Linked DNA regions of Mus musculus: region 2 is linked to region 1. Evidence: chromatin contacts called from public promoter capture Hi-C data. All regions are on one chromosome and are shown on one strand. Each heading gives the region's core, a stretch centred on a gene start, on an enhancer-like site or on the middle of the called end of the contact. The rest is flanking DNA. Distances are from core to core; before and after follow the strand shown. Region 1 holds the start of Snupn (snurportin 1). Region 2 overlaps Ptpn9 (protein tyrosine phosphatase, non-receptor type 9).

Region 1 (3,457 bases), core at 887-3,386:
AAAGTGAGCTCCAGGACAGCCAGGGCTATACAGAGAAACCCTGTCTCAAAAAAAAAAAAAAAAAAAAAAACCCACAACTAAGTTATAAGTCAAGTTTTGTATAGATAAACCCAGTCAATATCTTATCTTCTGTCCTAGCACCTGTAATAAATCGTTAGTTCCCCTTTTATAATCTTTGGGTAATTGTTTTACAACCTCTTGGAATGTAGGAGAAAGTCTGGTTACCATCTAAGAGCAATTAACTGGTGACACTAGGGAGACTGGCAGAGTTCTCATTGCAGTTTTGACTATCAGAAAAGGACCTAATAGCAGTCCTATTATAAAAGAGCTTAATAGTCATGGATATAATTTTAGGAATTCTTATAGGATCATTATTAAGACTTAAGTCATCTATTTGTCTATATAGCATCACTAGAAGATAGTACAACTTCGTTGATTTACAGAGATCTACTCCAAAGGGGTGTGCTACTACTTAGTGATTGTTATATATATTTAATAATAACAGGAGAAGCATATTAATAGCAGGAATCTCTCCTAAAATGAGTCCCTTACAGCCTCGCTTAATAAGGGCTCACCTGTCACAAATTATATAATAATCCGAGCCGGGTGGTGGTGGCGCACGCCTTTAATTCCAGCACTTGGGAGGCAGAGGCAGGCGGATTTCTGAGTTCGAGGCCAGCCTGGTCTACAAAGTGAGTTCCAGGACAGCCAGGGCTATACAGAGAAACCCTGTCTCGAAAAACCAAAAAAAAAAAAAAAAAAAAAGAAAAGAAAAAATAATAATAATCCGAAGCAGGCCACTTCAGGATGATCAACTGCTAGTTATTAGCTTGTCCCATTATGGTTCCTGACAACCCTGGCCAAATTACTCCCCCACCACCACCCACAGGGCTCCTGACTTTCCAGGAACTCTGCAGACCAGGCTGTCCTTTAACTTAGAGATCTGCCTTTCTCTGCCTCTTGAAAGCTGGCATTAAAGGCATGTGCTAGCACTACCAGCCAGTCCTGCTTTCACCCCCTGTTGTTCGATTACAGGGTGGTGCCACTGCAAGTTTAGCGCAGGCTATACAAACACATTGATTGCTGAGCAACATCCCTAGCCACACCCCAGTTCATTGAGGTGTTAGAAGCAACGCATCTGGCTCACATTATAAGCATTAAGTAGCAAGTCCTGTTTTCATTTTACATGCTAGAAGTCTTACCCTGCAGACACGATGTATGGGTTTGCTTAGGGTCTCCTAAATCTCGGTCACTCATGTAACTACTTTCAAACCGGACTAAGTGCTGCACTCAAATGCTGAACGTTACCTATCAGGAATCGAGCCAGGTCCCTTTCCGCGTCATGTTAGAAAGGAGAATAGGGATAGCAGTGGTGGCGCACGCCTGCACGCCTTTAATCCCAGCACTCGGGAGGCAGAAGCAGGCGGATTTCAGAGTTCGAGGCCAGCCTGGTCTACAAAGTGAGTTCCAGGACAGCCAGGGCTATACAAAGAAAGAGAGAGAGAGAGAGAGAGAGAGAGAGAGAGAGAGAGAGAGAGGAAGAGAGAGAGAAAGAGAGAGAAAGAGAGAGAGAAAGAGAAAGAGAGAGAAAGAAAGAAAGAAAGAAAGAAAGAAAAAGAAAGAAAGAGAGAAGAGAGAGAAAGGAGAGAGAGAAAGAGAGAGAGAAAGAAAGAAAGAAAGAGAAAGAAAGAAAGAAAGAAAGAAAGAAAGAAAGAAAGAAAGAAAGAAAGAAAGGGAAAGGAAAAAGGAAGGGAAGAAACGTTTATTAGTTCGAAACCTGAAAGCCATTCAGAAAATCGCACAAGCAAGACAAAAGGGCTGTCAGTGCAACTCTCGAGTTTGGGCACACCCGGAGAGGTGGCGGCCACGAAGTCACGGTTTTGTCAGTGAAAGGATCCGGGGCAAGTTTGCGATCAGTACTGAAGGCTCCGTATCGCGGACAATCTCGCTAGAATCCCGAAAAAGCCTAAACCAAATCTGGAAGCCCCTCCCTAGGGAGAAGAGTCGCTCAGTTCAGGGCGGAAGTAATGTCCTGCCCGACTCAACTCCCGCGATGCACCACGGTAGGCGGAGCCGGAAGTTCGAGTGCAAGCTTGAGCGGGGCGTGTCTAGCTCCGCTAAGGCACCTAATTGGTCAGTCGGCACAGGCACTGGCGGCGTGCGCGAGTGGTACGGACGTGCGGTAAGTCTGGCCCTGTCTAGTTTGGCGTTCTCTCAGCCGCAAGCTCAAACTTCTTCTGATGACCCAGGGCTGGCTTCGCAGCCGTTACCTGGGGAGGCTGGCCAGTCTTGGGGACTTGGACTTGGCCATATTTTTGTCGTTGTATTCCAGGCAGTCTGGCTCAAACTCATGAGGAACATTTATGTGTGGCAGGGAGAATTCTGTAACCGAAAGACAAACGACTCCATTGCTAGAGAGACAGTAGCGGGGAGGGCGGCAGAGTTCACGGACGTGTGGTGGGAGCATCTATTGGGCTGGAGAAGAGGCTTGGGTGAGCCTGACACTTAGGAATTAGTTCGCTTCTTTTCCTCGGCCTCCTGCCTTGCTGCCATTGCAGGTGTATGACACGTAAGGTCCTGTTAGGGATCATTTCTATGGCATACTTCAGGATACCTTGACGGGGAAGCTCAGTAATTATCTACTGAATACTCCCGGTTATTTTACAAACACTCTGATGCACACCTTAAATCCACACTGATAATAGTCACTTTTAACAAATTTTCTTAGAAAGTATTCTTAGCCGGGTGTGGTGGTTGCATACCTTTAATCTCAGCACTCAGAAGGCAGGCAGGTCTCTATGAGTTCGAGGCCAGCCTGGACTACAAGGAGAGTTCCAGGACAGAAAACCTGTCCCCAAAACAAAACAAAACAGAAAAAAAAAAAAGTATTTTTAATGTCTTAGGATATAGGAATGCAGCTTTCTTCTTTTTCTCCTGGGTTTCAGACCCAAGGCTTGGTGCAAATATGGTGCGCACTTTGGCAAGTACTTTACCAAGTGGAGGTATGGCACCATCCTTTGTTCTTTTATTTGTTTATTTTCCTATATGCATATGTGTATGTGTGTTTTGCCTACATGTCTGCACACCACATGGGTGCCATGCTGGGAAGAAAGTCAGAAGAGAGTTCCAGTTAGTTCCCTGGAATTGGTTTACAGGTGGTCATGAATTACCACATGAAACCCAGGTCCTCTGGAAGAGCAACCAGTACTCTCTTTTTTTTTTTTTTTTTTAACTAGTGCTGTGTGTGTTTTTAAGATTTATTTATTTTTATTTATATGAGTACACTGCAACTGTCTTCAGACACACACTAGAAGAGTGCATCAGATCTCATTACAGATGGTTGTGAGCCACCATGTGGTTGCTGGGAATTGAACTCAGGACCTCTGGCAGAGCAGTCAGTGCTCTGAACCGCCAAGCCATCTCTCCAGCCCCGCAACCAGTACTTTTAACCTAATGG
Region 2 (3,322 bases), core at 170-2,669, 67 kb after region 1:
TCCCTTTTTCTACCTTATAGAAGTAGGAACAGGCAGTTGCTAGAGGTAAGACAGGAGGCTGAGCTGCCAGGATGAAGCTTTCTAACCTGTTGTGCTGCATGAAAGTAGTACATAGAGCTGTAGGGATGCAGCTTTTCAGTGTTATAATCCAGGTTGAGGGTAGTACAGCTGCCTTTAAATTAATTTGTCTCTGCTCCTGTAACTAATCCCAATAAACTAATTTGCTTACCAAATTGAACTTTGTGTAGTCACTTTCATATGTAGTTGGTTACTTTTCTGGAATAAATAGACATTTGGTTGTCATCTCCATAGTAAGTCTCACCTAACAGGCTTCTACAGCATGATTTATCACAATGAAGGGTCATCTTACCAGTTGAGTATTTATTGATCATATCTCCTTCTGGTCATTCAGATTTCTTCTTTCTACCTGTACAATGTTCCATGCATGTTCATACAGCTAAGCAGTGAGAAAGGTATGTTCTTTTTACTCTAGTGTTTTATTTGCAAACAATATTAGAAGTACATTGCAAAACTAGATTTAGGGGCTAGAGAGATGGCTCAGTGGTAAGAGCACTGACTGCTCTTCCAGAGGTCCTGAGTTCAATTCCCAGCACCACATGATGGCTCACAACTTTCTGTAATGGGATCTGAGGCCCTCTTCTGGTGTGTCTGAAGACAGCTACAGTGTATTCATATACAATAAATAAATAAATAAATAAATAAATAAATAAATACTAGATTCAAAAGGTAATGTGTTAAACTGGATGTGGCTGCAAATGCATTTAATCCCAGCATTTGGGGTGCAGAGATAGGAAGATCTCTGAGTTCCATAACAGCCTGGTCTACATAGTGAGTTTCCAGCTGCCAGAGCTACACAGTGAGACCCTTTCAAGAAAGAGTCAAAGGTGATGTATTCACCAAAAAGCATACCCCATTTGAGAAGTTCTTGAGGACCTTCCTGACTGACTGGGGCTTTGTTTAGGCATCCGTGCCTGCTTTTATTCTTTTCTTTCTTTCCTCATTCTGATGCTGGCCACTCTACAGATAGAACACAAATGTTCTTGGGGAGCATTCTAAGTTTGTTCTGTTGTCTTCTCTGAGACTCAGTTCTGTGGTCTGGCATCAGCTGGTTGTGGGACAGTGTGATCTTTGAAAGCTTTTCATCATGGTCTGTTTCTTGACTCTTTTCGGCTCTGTGCTTGGTTAAGTTTTTCTACTTCTCTTTCTGAAGTGGTATAAGTTACATTTCCTCAGTTGCAAGGCTCAAAAACTCAACTGCACTCCAGGCCTTGGACTTTCCCCTGGTTTATAAATGTCCTTTGTGTTTTCCTAGAAAATTGAGTATGAATCAGGTGCTGTGTTGTAAGGTAACCTGACCCTCCTGGGATTCTAGTTTGATAGTTGTTTAAACAGTATGTAGCAATTTGAATTAGATTTGCAAGGGAGAATTGTTGCCAAGTCTCTGAAGTAGGTCATAGCCCTTAGCCTTTCCCCCTTGTTTTCTTTTTGTTTGTTTGACAGTGTCTCCTATGACTCAGTCCTTTAGAGCCTAGGAGAGCTTCAAACCCCTGACCCTCCTGCTTCCCCTCCCCAAATGCTGGGGAAACAAGTATATCCCACTACACCCAACTCCGTTTCTTCCCCTCCTTTCCTCTTTCTTTTCTCCAACTTTGAAATGGGATTTCTCTATGTAGTTCTTAGCCTGGCTGTGTAGACCAGGGTGTCTTAGAACTTGGGGCCAATTAATTCTTTTGCCGTTCTTTGCTTTGTGAATGATGAAATTACAGGCATGTATAACACTTACTTTTCTTTCTTTTTTTCCCCCTTGAGGCTGGGTCTGAATTACATTATCCTGTCTATCACACTTGATATGTAGAACAGAACGACCCCAAACTCCTAGAGATCTACCTGCCTCTATGCTGGGACTGTGGTGTGTACAATGCATAGTCCCTATTTTTCAACTGAAAAATTAGTGAAGAGAGATTTCCCCAGTCCATAGTCACATAGTAGTTTGGGCCTTACACCTCTGAAGCAGCTTCAGGTTTTTGTTTTGTTTTGTTTTGCTTTGGTTTGGTTTTGGATTTTTCGAGACAGGGTTTCTCTGTGTAGCCCTGGCTGTCCTGGAACTCACTCTGTAGAACAGGCTGGCCTTGAACTCAGAAATCCGCCTGCCTCTGCCTCCCGAGTGCTGGGATTAAAGGCGTGCGCCACCACTGCCCAGCGCAGCTTCAGTTATATATTTTTCCTTGGCATAGGTTAAGAAAAAAATATGCCTTTCTATGAGTAAATCCATCTTTTTGTTGTTTTATTTTTTGAGACAGACACTCATTATGTAACCATTGCTGTCGTGGGACTCACTATATACACCATGCTGGCTTCAAGTTCACAAGAGATCCTCCTGCCTCTCTTTGCCTCCTGAGTGCTACTATGCCCACCTGAGTAGATACTTCATAACTGAGTTGATTGATAATATGGGTATAGTTAAAATTCAGAAATGTCATCATTTTCTGGATTAATAATCAAGAAAAGTTTCAAAATAGTTAGAACAGAATAGCAATGCAGAGATCTTTTAGGTACTCAGAATATACATGCATAATATCTCAATTTAAATAATTCTAAAATGAAAAAAAATAGATATTTTGGCTGAAGTCGGGTCCTAGCAGAGTTCTCTAATCCCACCTCCTAGGAGGGGTTTCTCATTACTCCTTCATGCATGCCAATGCTGTGTCCTCTCTCTGAACTGGCTGTACTTTTTATCCTAAGCAGTAAAGACTAAGACTATATAAATGTAACCTTTATGATAGTTTATATAAGTGGCACTATTAGGAGGTGCAGCCTTGTTGGAGTAGGGGTGTCACTGTAGGCGTGGGCTTTAAGACTCTTGTCCTAGCTGCCTGGAAGCTGGTCTTCTTCTAGCAGTTTTCAGATGAAGACGCAGAACTCTCAGCTCTACCTGTACTCTTCCTGTCTGGACGCTGCCATGCTTCCACCTTGATGATCATGGACTGAATCTCTTAACCTGTAAACTAGCCCCAAATAAATGTTCTCCCTGTAAGAGTTGCCTTGGTCATGGTGTCTATTCACAGCAGTAAAACCTAAGACAATGTTTTTAAATTAAAATTTAAAATTACTTTTATTTATTTATTTGTCGGTGTGCATACATACAATTCCATGGCACGTGGGGTTCAGAGGACAGTTTGCAGGGTCCGCCATATGGGACCTGGCAATTGAGCTAGAGGCAAGTGCCTTTTCCTGTTGAGTCGTCTTTCTAGCTCCCCTTCTTCCTCCTACTTTTTTTTAGATGGAATTTCATATAGACCAG

What was found. Promoter capture Hi-C pulls out the DNA fragments that hold promoters and counts their contacts.
Region 2: a promoter capture Hi-C map of liver shows a contact between it and region 1, with 2.5 times the contacts expected there. The contact joins the enhancer-like site here to the promoter of Snupn in region 1. A contact is called at or near these places in 11 of 39 promoter capture datasets (the 3T3-L1 cell line, 3T3-L1-derived adipocytes, the C10 cell line and 7 more), 12 of 484 Hi-C or Micro-C datasets (ECoMG myeloid progenitors, LSK cells, Sertoli cells and 8 more), 7 of 115 datasets of contacts at active chromatin or transcription factors (the HPC-7 cell line, the SCID.adh cell line, bone marrow-derived macrophages and 3 more) and 4 of 9 other capture datasets (adipose tissue, liver, macrophages and 1 more).

Annotation. Positions count from the first base shown.
Region 1 is chr9:56,948,772-56,952,228 of GRCm38.p6, forward strand. Snupn (snurportin 1) reads left to right here and starts at 2,137. Exons shown (of 9, transcript NM_178374.4): 1 at 2,137-2,182.
Region 2 is chr9:57,016,447-57,019,768 of GRCm38.p6, forward strand. The region is part of intron 1 of Ptpn9 (protein tyrosine phosphatase, non-receptor type 9); the gene reads left to right. Among named protein-coding and RNA genes, the nearest start is that of Ptpn9, 23 kb to the left of the region's middle. Within about 2 kb of position 1,420, at least 23 of the 459 cell types and tissues checked have an H3K27ac peak or open chromatin away from gene starts, as enhancers often do. A contact at or near this core is called in Sertoli cells and liver, where this site is marked.